2 separate regions of the Sus scrofa genome follow, and region 2 is linked to region 1. A link is a contact called in public HiChIP or PLAC-seq data. All regions are on one chromosome and are shown on one strand. The core of a region is the stretch at or near the end of the contact, and the rest is flanking DNA. Distances in the headings are between cores, read along the strand shown. Region 1 holds the start of MAD1L1 (mitotic spindle assembly checkpoint protein MAD1). Region 2 holds the start of EIF3B (a long non-coding RNA gene).

Region 1 (6,087 bases), core at 228-2,727:
ACCTTTTTTCCTAAGGGAGGGGCAAAGATAAAAAGATGAAAAGGCCTACTGGGGGGAGGACAGAAACAGTGGGAGGCAGAGAAACACACACAGACACCTTTACATAACGTTCTCCTCTCCTGCTGTGACTGAGCGTGTTACGGAGAAACAGGCTTCCATCCTCCCTCCAAGAACAGCCCGCAGTTTCCAGGTGGTATTTTGGCTACCCAGCGTAATGTGGACAAATGTGAAACTTCAGTCTGGGGATTTTTTCCCATCTCTCGGGTGAATGATCTGGAAATACATCCATTCTTGAAGCAGTGACGAGTTCCCAGGACAATCAGAGAAGACATTTGGTGTGAATTATGCATGGGGTGGCTGTGCTTTGCTTTTTCACTGGAAAATGTTGCTGTAATATTCCAGGCTCCAAAGACTTAAAGGTCGTTGCCAAAGCAAGCAGCGACATGGTGTGTTCCCTTACCTCCGTGCCCCTGTCCAGGGTTGTGATGCGACTCTGTAAGGTCGTATAGGCCGTAAGAGGAATGAATGTCTGTGTTTTTAAGTTTTTGTTTTTTGTTTTTTTTTAAATTGATTGGTTTCCTCAAAACCAGTTCCTGGAAATGCTATAAAATTGGGTTGTGATAATCGTACAACTATAATAAAATTCATTGAGTGATAAAAGTTATTTATTTATTTATTAAAGTTTTTTAAAAAGAGTATATTGATGGGAGTCCTGTGGTACAGCGGAAAGGAATCCGACTAGTACCCTTGAGGATTCGAGTTCGAATCTGGGTGGGGGATCCGGCGTTGCCCTGAGCTGTGGTGTAGGTCACAGATGCGGCTCAGATCCCGCAATGGCGTGGCTGTGGCCTAGGCCAGCTGCTGTAGCTCCTATTCGACTCGTAGCCTGGGGACTTCCATATGCTGCTGGTGGGGCCCTAAAAAAGCCCCCCCCCAAAAGAGTTTATTGACTGTAGCGATGATTAAATCCCAAGACTGCTTGGGGAGGGGAGAGGTAGCCAGGAATCTCCATCAGGGTCCTAGGGCTGAGTCCAGATCCCTGAAGGATGCTGCTGGCCAGACTCAAATTTTTCGTTTTGTTTTCGTTTGCAGTCGGCCAGTTAAGACCGGAGAGCCCTCCGTCCTGCCTTCACTATCACATTCTCCGCTTTCCCATCCAGTTCGTTCTGGCCACACTAACGTGTCTTTTATTCTCTGGAAGAAGGGAATTCGGTGCAGGCCCTCGGGCGCCTAGCTGGCGCGGGAGGCACGCTGCTGGACCCAGGTGGCCGTAATTCGAGGAGGGACAGGCTGACCACTGCTCCCTGGAGAACTGAGACCCAGACGAGGTCCCCGCGCCCCGACGGCTCCAGCTTAGAAGCGCAGCCTTTTGTGAGGACAGCTTAGTAGAATAGCATTTGGCCTTTTTTCAGAGGGCCTTGTGAAAAGTTAAAACGCATTAACTCAAGCAAATACCGTAGTGGTAAAACCGGGGAAAGGGAGTGCAGGGAAGTTTGGCTCTAAGAGGCCACCGTTGGACGGTGCTATTCCACACAATACGGCGCAAGGCAGCCGCCAAGTGGAAGCCGACACGCTGGAGGTGGGGGCACCACGAGAGTCCCGCGGGCGGGCCGGCTTTGGTTCCGAGTCCCCTCTTTGCGGCCTCTGCCGGGAGTAGGTAGCTCCGGGGACGGACGCGGAGTCCCCGTGACCTGCAGGCGCGCAGATCCGGAGCTCACGGCTGGTCCCGCCCAGGTCTCGCGAGAGCGCAGCCGCACGTCTCGCGATACGTGGGCGCGGGCGTAGAAGAGGGAGATCTGAGCGGCGGCGGCAGCAGCAGCAGCGGCGGCGCCCGGTGGGCTGAGGCGGTGAGGTGAGCGGCCGGGGTGCCCCGGCGGGCGCCGCGCTGCGCCAGGCTGAGCCGGCGCGGGGCGGGCGGGGGCGAGGCTGGGGTCCTTCCGAGGCTGGGCGGGCGGGCGTCCCCAGCGCGCCTCCTCCGAGAAGGGCCGCTGGGAATGGTCGGGGTCTCGAGCGCCGAGGGGGCGGCCTCGCGGCAGCGGGTCCCTCACCCGCCGAGGCTCGGGGGCCGGCGGCGCTCTCCCCGCTTCCCGCGCGTCCTCGCCGGGCGGCGTGGGACTTGCCGCTACTGCCTTTGACAGCCAGGGAAACGGTGGGAAGGGGCAAGCGCCCTGCCCAGGGTCCCACTGCCGGCGGCCCGTGGGAGGCGCGCTCGCGTGCGTTTCGTCGGTGGTGGAAGTTTGGCGAAGGCGCCCGGCAGCAGGTGGAGAACTGGCCGGCCGGCCGGCGAGAGCGCCCGCGGCGGTGTGAAGGGCCGCTGGGCGGTGGGGAGCCCTGTAATGTCTGTCCTTGGGCCAGCAGGGCGGGAGAGAGGCAGGGTGCCCGGGACTCTGAGCTCCGAGTCCGTGGTGAGGGCGCTGGAAGGTTTGGGTCGCTTGGATAAAGAGGGTGGAATTTGAGCTGCCGCCTCGTGGGGCAGCGGAGTTCGGGGCAGGTGAAAGCGGGTACGTTCTCTTCCTGCTGGGGTATTGCGGGCATCGGGTGTGAGAAGGGGGCGTGTTGGCCAGATTTACCATCACGGGAGGGGAAGAGTGGTCTAATCTTGGCAGATGGAGGACTGGCCTTCCAGAGCAGAGCCCCGTGCCTCGCTGCGCGGGCCTGCATCGCTCGCCAGGCGCGCAGCTCCGTGAGCGCCCCTCGCTGGTTTCTCGTCCCACCCATCTTCCACTTGTGGTTTGAAGGAGAGTGGTGAGGACAGCCGAGTTGTGCCGGGCGTGGAAACCACGGCCTCCGGAAGACAGGCTCTGGGTGCACAAGGCCAGGGTTCTCCTTAAACGGGAAATTCAGGAGCAAACCAGGTCTTCTTTTTCGGGGGGAAGGGGGCTCCAGCTGGGGGAAGGTGCGTTCCGTCTCATACTTAAGGGAAATCAGTGAGAGCTGGCTCTTTTCCTGAAGACGATGCACCTGTAGGAATTCACACCTCTTGGTGCTTCGCTGTGCCTGGGACACTGCCACACCTTCCGGCTGGTAGACAGCGTGGTGTGAGGCCATAATAAGCACAGATTTGGGGGCGCAGGTTCTTTGCTGCTGCTTGTCCTCAGACCTTCATACACTGGCCTGGGGAGTACACTCAGCCTTAGAGCCAGACAGACCAGGGTCCAATCTCAGTTCTGTAACCATTTATTTGTTCTTTTTAGGGCCACCCCTGTGGCAGAGGCATATGGATGTTCCCGGGCTGGAGGCCGAATCAGAGCCGCAGCTGCCAGCCTACGCCACAGCCACAGCAACGCCAGATCCGAGCCCCTTCTTTAACCTACACCACAGCACACGGCAACTCTGGATCCTTAACCCCGCCCTGATCAAGGCTGGGGCTTGAACCTGCATCCTCGTGGGCATTAGTCGGGTGGCTGAAGGTGGTCGAGACACCCATTAATGTCATTGCTAACCTGTAATTAGCATTGCGGGGGTGCCCTCCTGATTGCCACTGTCGTGTGCTTTTTATTTTTTGTCTTTGCAGGGCCGCTCCCGCAGCATATGGAGGTTCCCAGGTGAGGGGTCTCGTCGGAGCTGCAGCTCCGGCCCACAGCACAGCCACAGCAACGCAGGATCCAAGCTGCAGCTGTGACCTACACTGTTGCTCATGGCAGTGCTGGATCCTTAATTCACTGAGCGAGGCCGAGGTTGAACCTGTGTCCTCGTGGATTCTAGTCGGGTTTGTTACGTCTGAGCCACAGCAGGGACTCCTGTGTTCTTTGCTTCTCATTCCCAGAAGCTAGGCTTTCTGTCAGTGCTCATCTGGGAGGTGCCCAGCTGGACACCCTGACGGCTGGACACCCTGTCCTGAGGGCCGTCTGTCTTTCCAGCTGGTGTGCTCGTCAGCGCTCTGCCGGTCAGCAGCTTGCTGGCACGTTGTCTTTTTATGCCTCCGTTCTTCTCTGAGAAATTGGCAGCATGTACTCCCCCTTAACCTGGAAGACGGTGCTCACGGACCCTGGAATGTGTTAAGGGCTCTGAGAGCGCATCAGGGTGTGGGGCTCCCTGAAGGCGCCCCTGACTGGGCAGCTGCCAGAGCCGATGGTGCGTGGAAAGGCTCCCCGTGACCCGTCCCTTGTTTTCCTCCAGAGGGAGGTGGCCATGGAAGACCTGGGCGAAAACACCACCGTCCTCTCCACCCTGAGGTCCTTGAACAGCTTCATCTCTCAGCGAGTGGAGGGAGGGTCTGGACTGGACGTGTCCACCCCTGCGCAAGGTTCTCTGCAGATGCAGTACCAGCAGAGCATGCAGGTGAGTGGTCCGTGTCCGCTCGGGGCCTCTAGGCAAGGCCCCTGCCCCGGGTAGGACTGGTTCACGTTCCAGATGGTTCAGCCGAGTGGTCCGTGTCCGGCTCGGGGCCTCTAGGCAAGGCCCCTGCCCCGCGTAGGACTGGTTCACGTTCCTCATAGTCGAGGGGGTTGGTGTTTCGAAGCCTGGAGGCCAGCTGGCCACCTCCCAGTCTCCAGCATGGCTATTCATTGTTTTGGAGGCTAGCTAATGGCCATGGTTCAGGAGCTGTCTGGCTCAGAAGCCTGAAATAACAGCACCCCCGGAGCGGGTCTGGTGTTCACCACTGGACTCACATTAACACGCTTACAGACACTAAAGGTCGGACTGGAAAGCCAGCCGATTCATTGAGTTGAGGAAGAAAATCCCAGACTGCATGCGGACGTGACCTAGGAGCTGTCCAGCCAGCTGCTGGCTCCCTTGACGGTGTGACACGCGCAAGGCTCTCCGTCAGCCTGGCAGGGAGGGCAGGGCAGCGAGTGAGGGATGGGCCATGTCCTGTCTCAGCCTGTGGAGGCCGTTGGCACGTCTCGGCTTCAGTCCACCAGGGGGTGATTTTGACAGCTTCACTCTGATTTTAGGCCTGTTTCACTTTATTCCAAGCTCTCGGTGATGCTCACTGTAGACACAGCTGTAGAGGCTCAGGTCTCCTGAAGGACTTGAGGTTCCAGAGAGTCGTGGGGTCCGTGCCCGTTGGCGCAGGGATCACCAGCTCCACCCAGGGAAGGGAGTGTGGTACCCGAGCCTTGCTGAGGCCCCGCAATCAGCAGTGTCTCCAGACATTGCCACGTGTCCCCGATTGAAACGAGAACGATGTTCTATGGTCCAGTGCTTCTTGGACTTGAATGTGCCTGTTTTAGGTATGGTGCCAAGGAGTGTTCTGACTTCATTCTTCTCCACGTGGCTGTCCAGTTTTCCCAACACCTCTTATTGAACAGGCTGTCTTTTCTCCATTGTATGTTCTCGTGAATGTGCCTCTTTGCAAAGGAAGGGTCTGATTGGTTATCTGTGGCACAGCCTGAGCTTCTGCATTTCTGTTAAGTGCCCAGCAGCTGTTGTGCTGCTGGATGGACTGTAGGCCATTCCTGGAGCGGTTGGGCTCTCGCCCACCTGAAGAAAAGGCCCTTGCAGTCCGCGATTCTGTGATGCTGTTTGCTGTGTCTTGTGAGGCCCTTCAAGGCTTCGGTCCCCCTGTGGGAGGCAGACGTCTCTGATGGCCCCCAATGGCCGGCCCTGGTGGACTGCAGTTTCTTCCACTTAATCAAACACCAACTCGGTGTTGTGGCTGCGGGATCTTGCCGTTGTAGTTGACATCTCAGCTCAGTTGACCTTAAGGTGGGGAGAGTTCCTAGGTGGGCCTGACCCAGGCAGGCCGATCTTTTACTTCTGAGTCCAAGACTCAGACAGATGGACGTCAGAGATGAGTCTTTAATTCTGGGTCCAGAGATCAGAGAGAGGTCAGAGATGCGGAGCAGGAGAGGCAGGGGAGGTCTCCCTTGTTGGCCTCGGAAGTGGCAAGGGCCACGTGGCGGGAGGTGGGGGTGGCCTCTGGGCGCCGACGGGCACTGAGGCCTGCCCGTCGGTCGGGACATGCAAGTGTGGAGGAGGCTCCAGAGGACACTGCCTGCTGACTGCGTGGATTGTGGCCTCTCGAGACCCTGGTCTGCGAGGGCCAGGCTTCCCGACCCAGAGAGCCCACAGCCGGTACGTGGGGGTTTAAGCTGCTGCGTCGGTGGTGGTTTGTCACAGAGCGTAGGAAAAGCACACCTG
Region 2 (6,649 bases), core at 1,831-4,330, 86 kb before region 1:
GGCCACTCTGGCAAAATGCTGAGATCACACGGGCTCCCAAAGGCCCTCCCCGCAGCCACCAGCCCGACTGGCCTGTGCTCACATTACCATCCCGGCACACAGCGTAATTCACGCGCCAGAAATCTTGGGTCAGCTGGGTGTGCGCATGTCATGCCTCAAAAAAATCAATTGTGAGTAAATCCTGAAGGGCTCGAAAGGGACTTTAAAATCAAAACTTAGGGAGTTCCCACTGTCTCAGCAGAAACAAATCTGACTAGCATCCATGAGGACGCAGGTTCGACCCCTGGCCTCAGTCAGTGGGTTAAGGATCCAGTGTTGCCGTGAGCTGTGGAGCAGGTCGAAGACGCAGCTCGGATCTGATGTGGCTGTGGCTGTGGCGTAGGCTGGAGGCTACAGCTCCAATTCGCCCCCGAGCCTGGGACCCTCCATATGCCATGAGTAGGGCCCTAAAAAGAAAAAAAGAAAAAAAAAATCAAAACTTAAAACTTTAAATATAGGAAAACTTGGTGTGGTAAAAAAACCATTTGTCTCGCTGCGGGGGTTGGGGGGGTGCCCAGCGACCCCGCCCTGTGAATTCTCAGCAACAAGGACAACAGTGTCTTATGGGTTACGGGCTTCAACGGCGTCGGCAGCTCCCAAGTCCTCACTACCTGTGGATCCCTTCCTGCTTTTCAGGCTGAAATGTCTCATAAAATAAAAGACGGGAGTTCCCATCGTGGCGCAGCAGAAACGGGTCAGACCAGGAACCATGAGGCTGTAAGTTCCATCCAAGGCCTCATTCAGTGGGCTAAGGATCCGGCCTTGCCGTGAGCTGTGGTGTAGGCTGCAGACCGGCTCGGATGCTGCATTGCTGTGGCTGTGGCATAGCTGGCGGCTACCTCCGATGGGACCTCTAGCCTGGGAACCTCCATAAGCCGAGGGTGTGGCCCTAAAAAACAAGCAAGCAAATAAACAACAACAACAAAAAAACCACAACAACGAAAGGAGTTCCTGCTGTGGCTCAGCAGTAATGAACCTGACTGGTACCCATGAGGACTCTTGAGTTCAACCCCTGGACTTGCTCAGTGGGTTAATGATCTGGCACTGCTGTGAGCAGTGGTGGCGGTCACAGACAGGGCTTGTATCCTGTGTCGCTGGGCTGCGGCAGTGGCTGGCAGCTGCATCTCCAGTTGTACCCCTAGCCTGGGTACGTCCGTATACCACGGGTGCGCCCCTAAAAAGCAAAAAAAAACCCAAAACAAATTAAAAAAACAGTGACAACAACAGATAGCCTTTTAAAATTATGCCTCAAATAAGTCAAATCATGATCCTGTATACTTCAAATGTACGCAGAGGTGTACATCAAATATATCTTAATAAAATTGGGGGAAAAATAAAAGCGTTTGATAAAAATGTTAAAAATATACAAAATCATGTTTCAGAGTCCAATAACTCTGTTGGTTCTCTAAACTTTTTCACCTTAGGTGCTATTCTTTATGCTTCTGACTCAATACCAGCTTGATCACACACATCTCAAAAAAATCAATCTTTACATGGTAATGTCTTAGCTTTCTCATTTACACTGGCGACCTCAATGGTGTTTTATACATTTTCTCACTTCACTGGAGGAACCCACTGCAGTGTCCCACCAGGAGAGTTAAATGGCTGGAAACAAACATAAACAAAAACAAATGAGATCAGCCAACATCACAGCTTTTGGAGACCGGCTCTCACAGGCAGAGAGCAGAAATAATGGCTGTAAGTCGAGCCAGGGCAGAAAACAAGTCAAAGAAAGCTGTGATCAGGACTACAACCTGAGAAAAAAGTATTTGCCGAAAGAAGGGTGACTGGTGCTAGGCCTACAGGCTTGGGAATCCAGCAGTCAGGCTGACACCGTCCTACTGAGCAGCTCTCTGCGGGCAGAGGCTCCGGTGGCACAGTAGGAGCAGAGGAGACCAACTTTGCCGCCCTGTTCCTCCCACTCCCGAGGGACAGCGTCCACCCACCCCTCAAGTGTCGGCACTGGGTCAATTTCAGGCCTTTGATAGGTCTGGCTGGCCACTCGGGGCACCCGGACCGCAGACAGAGAGCTGTCAACCGAGAACCTACGGCACGTGGAGTGTCCTGCTCGGCTGGACCCTAAAACCACACAGGTGCACACAGGGCCACGGCTCCTGCGTACACGCCGTGTGCTCTCATTACCCTCCAAACTCCTGGCTGTAGCATCAGAGGCTGGTTCGCGGAGTTGTCTCCACCCTGCACCCCTCTGCTTTTGAGAAAAAACGGAGATCCAGGCGCTCTGGGCGACAGGCGCAGGACAGGCACCGCTCCCGAGCATCGGGGATCGGGAATCTGGGCGCAGACCCGCCCCGCCGCCTCACCTTCCTCGCTCACGTCGTCCACGAAGTCCTCGGGGTCGCTGAAGGAGGGCTCGTCCGCGCCACCGTCCTCCGCCGCGCCGCCGGGCTCCCCACCCGCCCCCTCGGAGCCGGCCTCGGCCGCCGCGTCCCGCGCCTGCCCCGTCTCGCCTGCGGCCAGGGTTGGGGGCTCCTCGGAAGGCGGCGGGGAGGCGCCGGGGGTCGCGTCCGTCTTTTGCTCCCCGTCGGCCAAAGGCTCGGCCGGCACATCAGGCCCCGGCCCGGCCTCCGGGTCCTCGCCGCCCGCACCCTCCAGTGCGGCTGGTCGCGCTGGCTCCTCCCTCGGAGGCGCCTCTGCGGTCGGCTCTTGCTGTCCGGGCTCGGCCCGCTGCTCGGACGCCTCGGGCGCCGCCACGTTCTCCGCGTCCTGCATGGCCCTCCGGTGCCGCCTCGCCCGGGCTCGCCGCGCTTCCGACTCTCCCAGGCCGCACCGCGCGCCTACCGCCGGGCCATGTGCGAGCGGTGGGGCACTCGCAGGGATGGGGGGAGCGCCCACGCCCCGATGCCGCCCCGCGCGTCTAGAGGAGCTCACCGGGTATAAATGTGTCCACTAGGGATTACGATAGCGCTCCCGTGATAAGTGCGTGCTCAGCTCCAATCACCGCCCCTGCTCTGTTCAGTCCACAAACTGTTTGGGAACGAAACTACCCCATGTAAAGTAGCAGATGGTCCCGTCCAACATGGCAACCACTCCCTTCCTCCTCCCGTCGGGCCTTACGGTGAAGGACTAAACTATTTGTGACGCCGCAGGGAGGTACCAGAAATCATTCCAGCACGCAGATGTGCATGAAATAACAATTGACGTTAAAATTAATATTAAATAAAACTTAAAAATTTGCAGGATATTTTGTTTGGGATATCTTAGCCTTTCACCAACTATTTCAATTACTAAGTCCCCCCCACGTCGGTTTTTAGACTCGTCTACTGACGGGGAAAAGAACGGACGATTCCAAAATATAACAGGAATTCTTAGCGAGCCATAGATGGCCAAAGCTACTAGAGGGACGACTGCCTGGCGCAATACCAAAAAAATGAGTGAGAGATGTTTAAATCACTCCCAAGCCCACCGCGGTGGCTGTAACTCCGTCGACCCCCATTCTGGGGATCACGGTGGTTCGGCCCGCTCGGGGCTCCGCCCCCAGACGCGCTAAAGAGCGCGGGTCTCGGGAGCGGGGCGGGGTCAGCCGCTGGAGCGTGGGGCGGGGCGGAGCCGGACTCGGGGCGGGGCCTGGATCGGGGCGGCTAGTGGGCGGGGCCGGCTTTGTGGGCGGGCAAGAGGGCGTGGCCGGTGTGGCCCGCGCGGCCGCAGGCCGGGTCTCCGGAGGTGCGGGTGTGCGGCGCCTCTGGGTTAGGTTTGCTTCGTCTGGAAGGTAATCTCAATTCGCATCTTGTGTTTTGCTTGTTGCCGGGGGTGAGGGCCACCGCCCATTAATCATTTTATGAAAGAAGACGATGGCTGCTGCGATGGGGAATGGGGAGTTGGAATTTCACGGGGACCAAGTTTGATTTCGAGAAGGTGGATGGTGGTGGCGCATGCACGACACTGTGAATGTACTTACTGCCCCGAACTCTACACTGAAAAGTGGCCAAAATGGTTAATGGAATGTTGTGTATGTTTTACCACAGTTGAAAGGGAAAAAAAAAGAGGTGTTCCGGTTGTGGCGCCGCGAAACGAACCCGACTGGTATCCATGAGGACGCAGGTTCGATCCCTGGCCTCACTCAGGGGTTAACGATGCGGCGTTGCCATAAGCTGTGGTGTAGGTCGTAGACCCGGCTCGGATCTGGCCTTGCTGTGGCTGTGGTGAAGGCTGGCATCTGTAGCTCCGATTGGACCCCTGGCCTGGGAACCTCCATGTGCTGCCGGTGCAGCCCTTAAAGAAGAAAAAAGAGAAAAGAACCGGGGTTTTGGGTGCCGAGCACAGGTTCTGAATCCTCCTCTTCTTTCAGCCTTGTAACTTTGGGCACTGCTTGGCCTCTGGGCCTTGGCTTCCCCACCTGTAAAGTGAGAGGTAGCCTGTAAACCCGCTTCACAAAGACAAGGTAATTTCTCCTGGCCGTCCTCATTATCCTCCTAATTTCTAGGTTTATCTGCTGTTTTCATAGATGATTTGGGCACTGCCTGCCCTGTTGTTCTAGAATGTGCTATTGGTGGCAATGAGTGAATAAGAAAAAAATACAGACAAGTGTGAAAGCAGCTGACGGTAGCTGGGCAGCTACAGGTTTCTTAGGGAAGACTTCTGCCTGCAGGGGCGCAGGTGTTGCAAACAGTAGCCACTCATTACTGCTTCCCAGTGAAGGGACTTGTCATATCCTATCCTGTGGGTAAAATTATGGATGTGCTCACGATGCAGAAGCATATGTTTTTTCAAAATACATCTCTAAGTGTTCCAGGGAGAGCACGGAGACCCTCAGCGGTCCCTGCAAAGCCTGAGGGGGGCTGCGATTGATGTTCAGGGTGTCGGGGCTGCGTGGGAGGGGCTCTGTTTTGGGAACACAGTGGTGAGGAAAGAATGTATGACTCTTGCCGTCTTAGAATCACAGTGTGGTGGGGAAAACTTCCAGGACCGAAGCATCACAGAAGTCAGGGTAAAAGCGCATTTAAGTTAGGTTCGTAAATCCTTTGACACGCCTTCTAAAGCAGAAGCCAAACCTTGCTCCCCTCAATATGGGTGCCTCTGGTCACTTCTTTCTCTTTTTTGTCCGGCTTTTTAGGGCCTCCCCTGAGGCATATGAAGATTCCCAGGCCAGGGGTCGAAGTGGAGCTGCGGCTGCTGGCCTGCACCACAGCCACAGCAATGTGGGATCTGAGCGGCGTCTGCGACCTACACCCCAGCTCACGGCAGCACCAGATCCTTAACCCACTGAGCGAGGCCAGGGATTGAACCCACATCCTCACGGATGCCCGTCAGCTTCTTACTGCTGAGCCACCATGGGAACGCCATTAATCACGGATTTCAAATGCACAGGACGTGGCAGAAGTGATGCTCTGTGACTTCCACGTACAGGTCCTAAGAGTACGCTTCCACCTGGCTCTCTCGTGGCCCAGCACGTGGACTCCCGTGGGCATGGCCCTTGAGCGGCTGTGGTGAACTGCTCCATAAGTGTCAGTGAGGGAGTTCCTGTCGTGGCGCAGCAGAAAGGAATCCAGCTAGGAGCCATGAGGTTGTGGGTTCGATCCCTGGCCTTGCTCAGTGCGTTCAGGATCTGGTGTTGCTGTGAGCTGTGGTGTAGGTCACGGGTGCGGCTGGAGGGTGCGGCCCTAGAAGAACACACACAAAAAAGAAAGAAATGAAATGGGGTGATCAGCACGGGTCCTACACACGTTCAAAGGATAGTGAAGGAATATGATGAACAACCCCATGCCTACAAATTTGATAACTTGGGTCATTTGTTCAAAACCACTAACAAAACTGACGCAAGGTCAAGTAGGTCATGTAAACAGGCCTGTATTGATGAAAGTGTCTGAATCACTAAAGTTGGTCATCGTCCGAAAGAGAAAGCACCGGCCACACAGATGGTTTCGCTGGTGAATTCTCCTGAACACGGAAGAAAGAAATGATGCCAGTTCCCTGTAGTCTCTTCCAGAAAACAGAAGCAGGGGGAACACTTCCTCACGCATTCTGTGGGCCAGCATTCCCCTAATACCAGACCTGATAAATATAAGAAAGGAGGAGTTCCCGTTGTGGCTCAGGAGTTAAAGAACCCGACTGGTATCCACGAAGACTCGGGTTCAATCCCTAGCCTCGCTCAGTGGGTTAAGGACCTGGCGTTGCCGTGGCTGTGGTGTAGGCCGGCAGCTGTGGCTCCGATTCGACCCCTAGCCTGTGACTCTCCATAGGCCGCAGGTGCAGCCCTAAAAAGAAAAAAATGTACCAATAAATAAAAAGGGCTTGAGCATCTCTTCACAAAAGAAGCTAAGTCTCCAGCGAGCATCTGTCTGCACAGCTGCGAGCCATCATTAGTCATCGGGGAAAATCGCGTTAAAACCATGAAGAGGAGTTCCCGTCGTGGCGCAGTGGTTAACGAATTCAACTAGGAACCATGAGGTTGTGGGTTCGGTCCCTGCCCTTGCTCAGTGGGTTGACGATCCGGCGTTGCCGTGAGCTGTGGTGTAGGTTGCAGACGCGGCTCGGATCCCGCGTTGCTGCGGCTCTGGTGTAGGCCGGTGGCTACAGCTCCGATTCAACCCCTAGCCTGGGAACCTCCATATGCCACGGGAGCGGCCAAAGAAATAGCAACAACAACAACAAA

The links. HiChIP or PLAC-seq counts read pairs in DNA pulled down with a chosen protein or histone mark.
Region 2: a contact with region 1 is called in an H3K27ac HiChIP or PLAC-seq map of alveolar macrophages. The contact joins the promoter of EIF3B here to the promoter of MAD1L1 in region 1. A contact is called at or near these places in 1 of 5 promoter capture datasets (liver), 10 of 47 Hi-C or Micro-C datasets (blood, brain, embryonic fibroblasts and 3 more) and 2 of 2 datasets of contacts at active chromatin or transcription factors (alveolar macrophages and skeletal muscle).

The regions. Positions count from the first base shown.
Region 1 is chr3:1,554,736-1,560,822 of Sscrofa11.1, reverse strand. It overlaps MAD1L1 (mitotic spindle assembly checkpoint protein MAD1), which reads left to right and starts at 1,477. Exons shown (of 18, transcript XM_021085975.1): 1 at 1,477-1,852; 2 at 4,120-4,281. The coding sequence starts at 4,132. MRM2 (FtsJ RNA methyltransferase homolog 2 (E. coli)) reads left to right here. Exons shown (of 3, transcript NM_001184754.1): 3 at 1-660.
Region 2 is chr3:1,641,893-1,648,541 of Sscrofa11.1, reverse strand. EIF3B (a long non-coding RNA gene) reads right to left here and starts at 3,080. Exons shown (of 19, transcript XR_002342196.1): 1 at 2,361-3,080.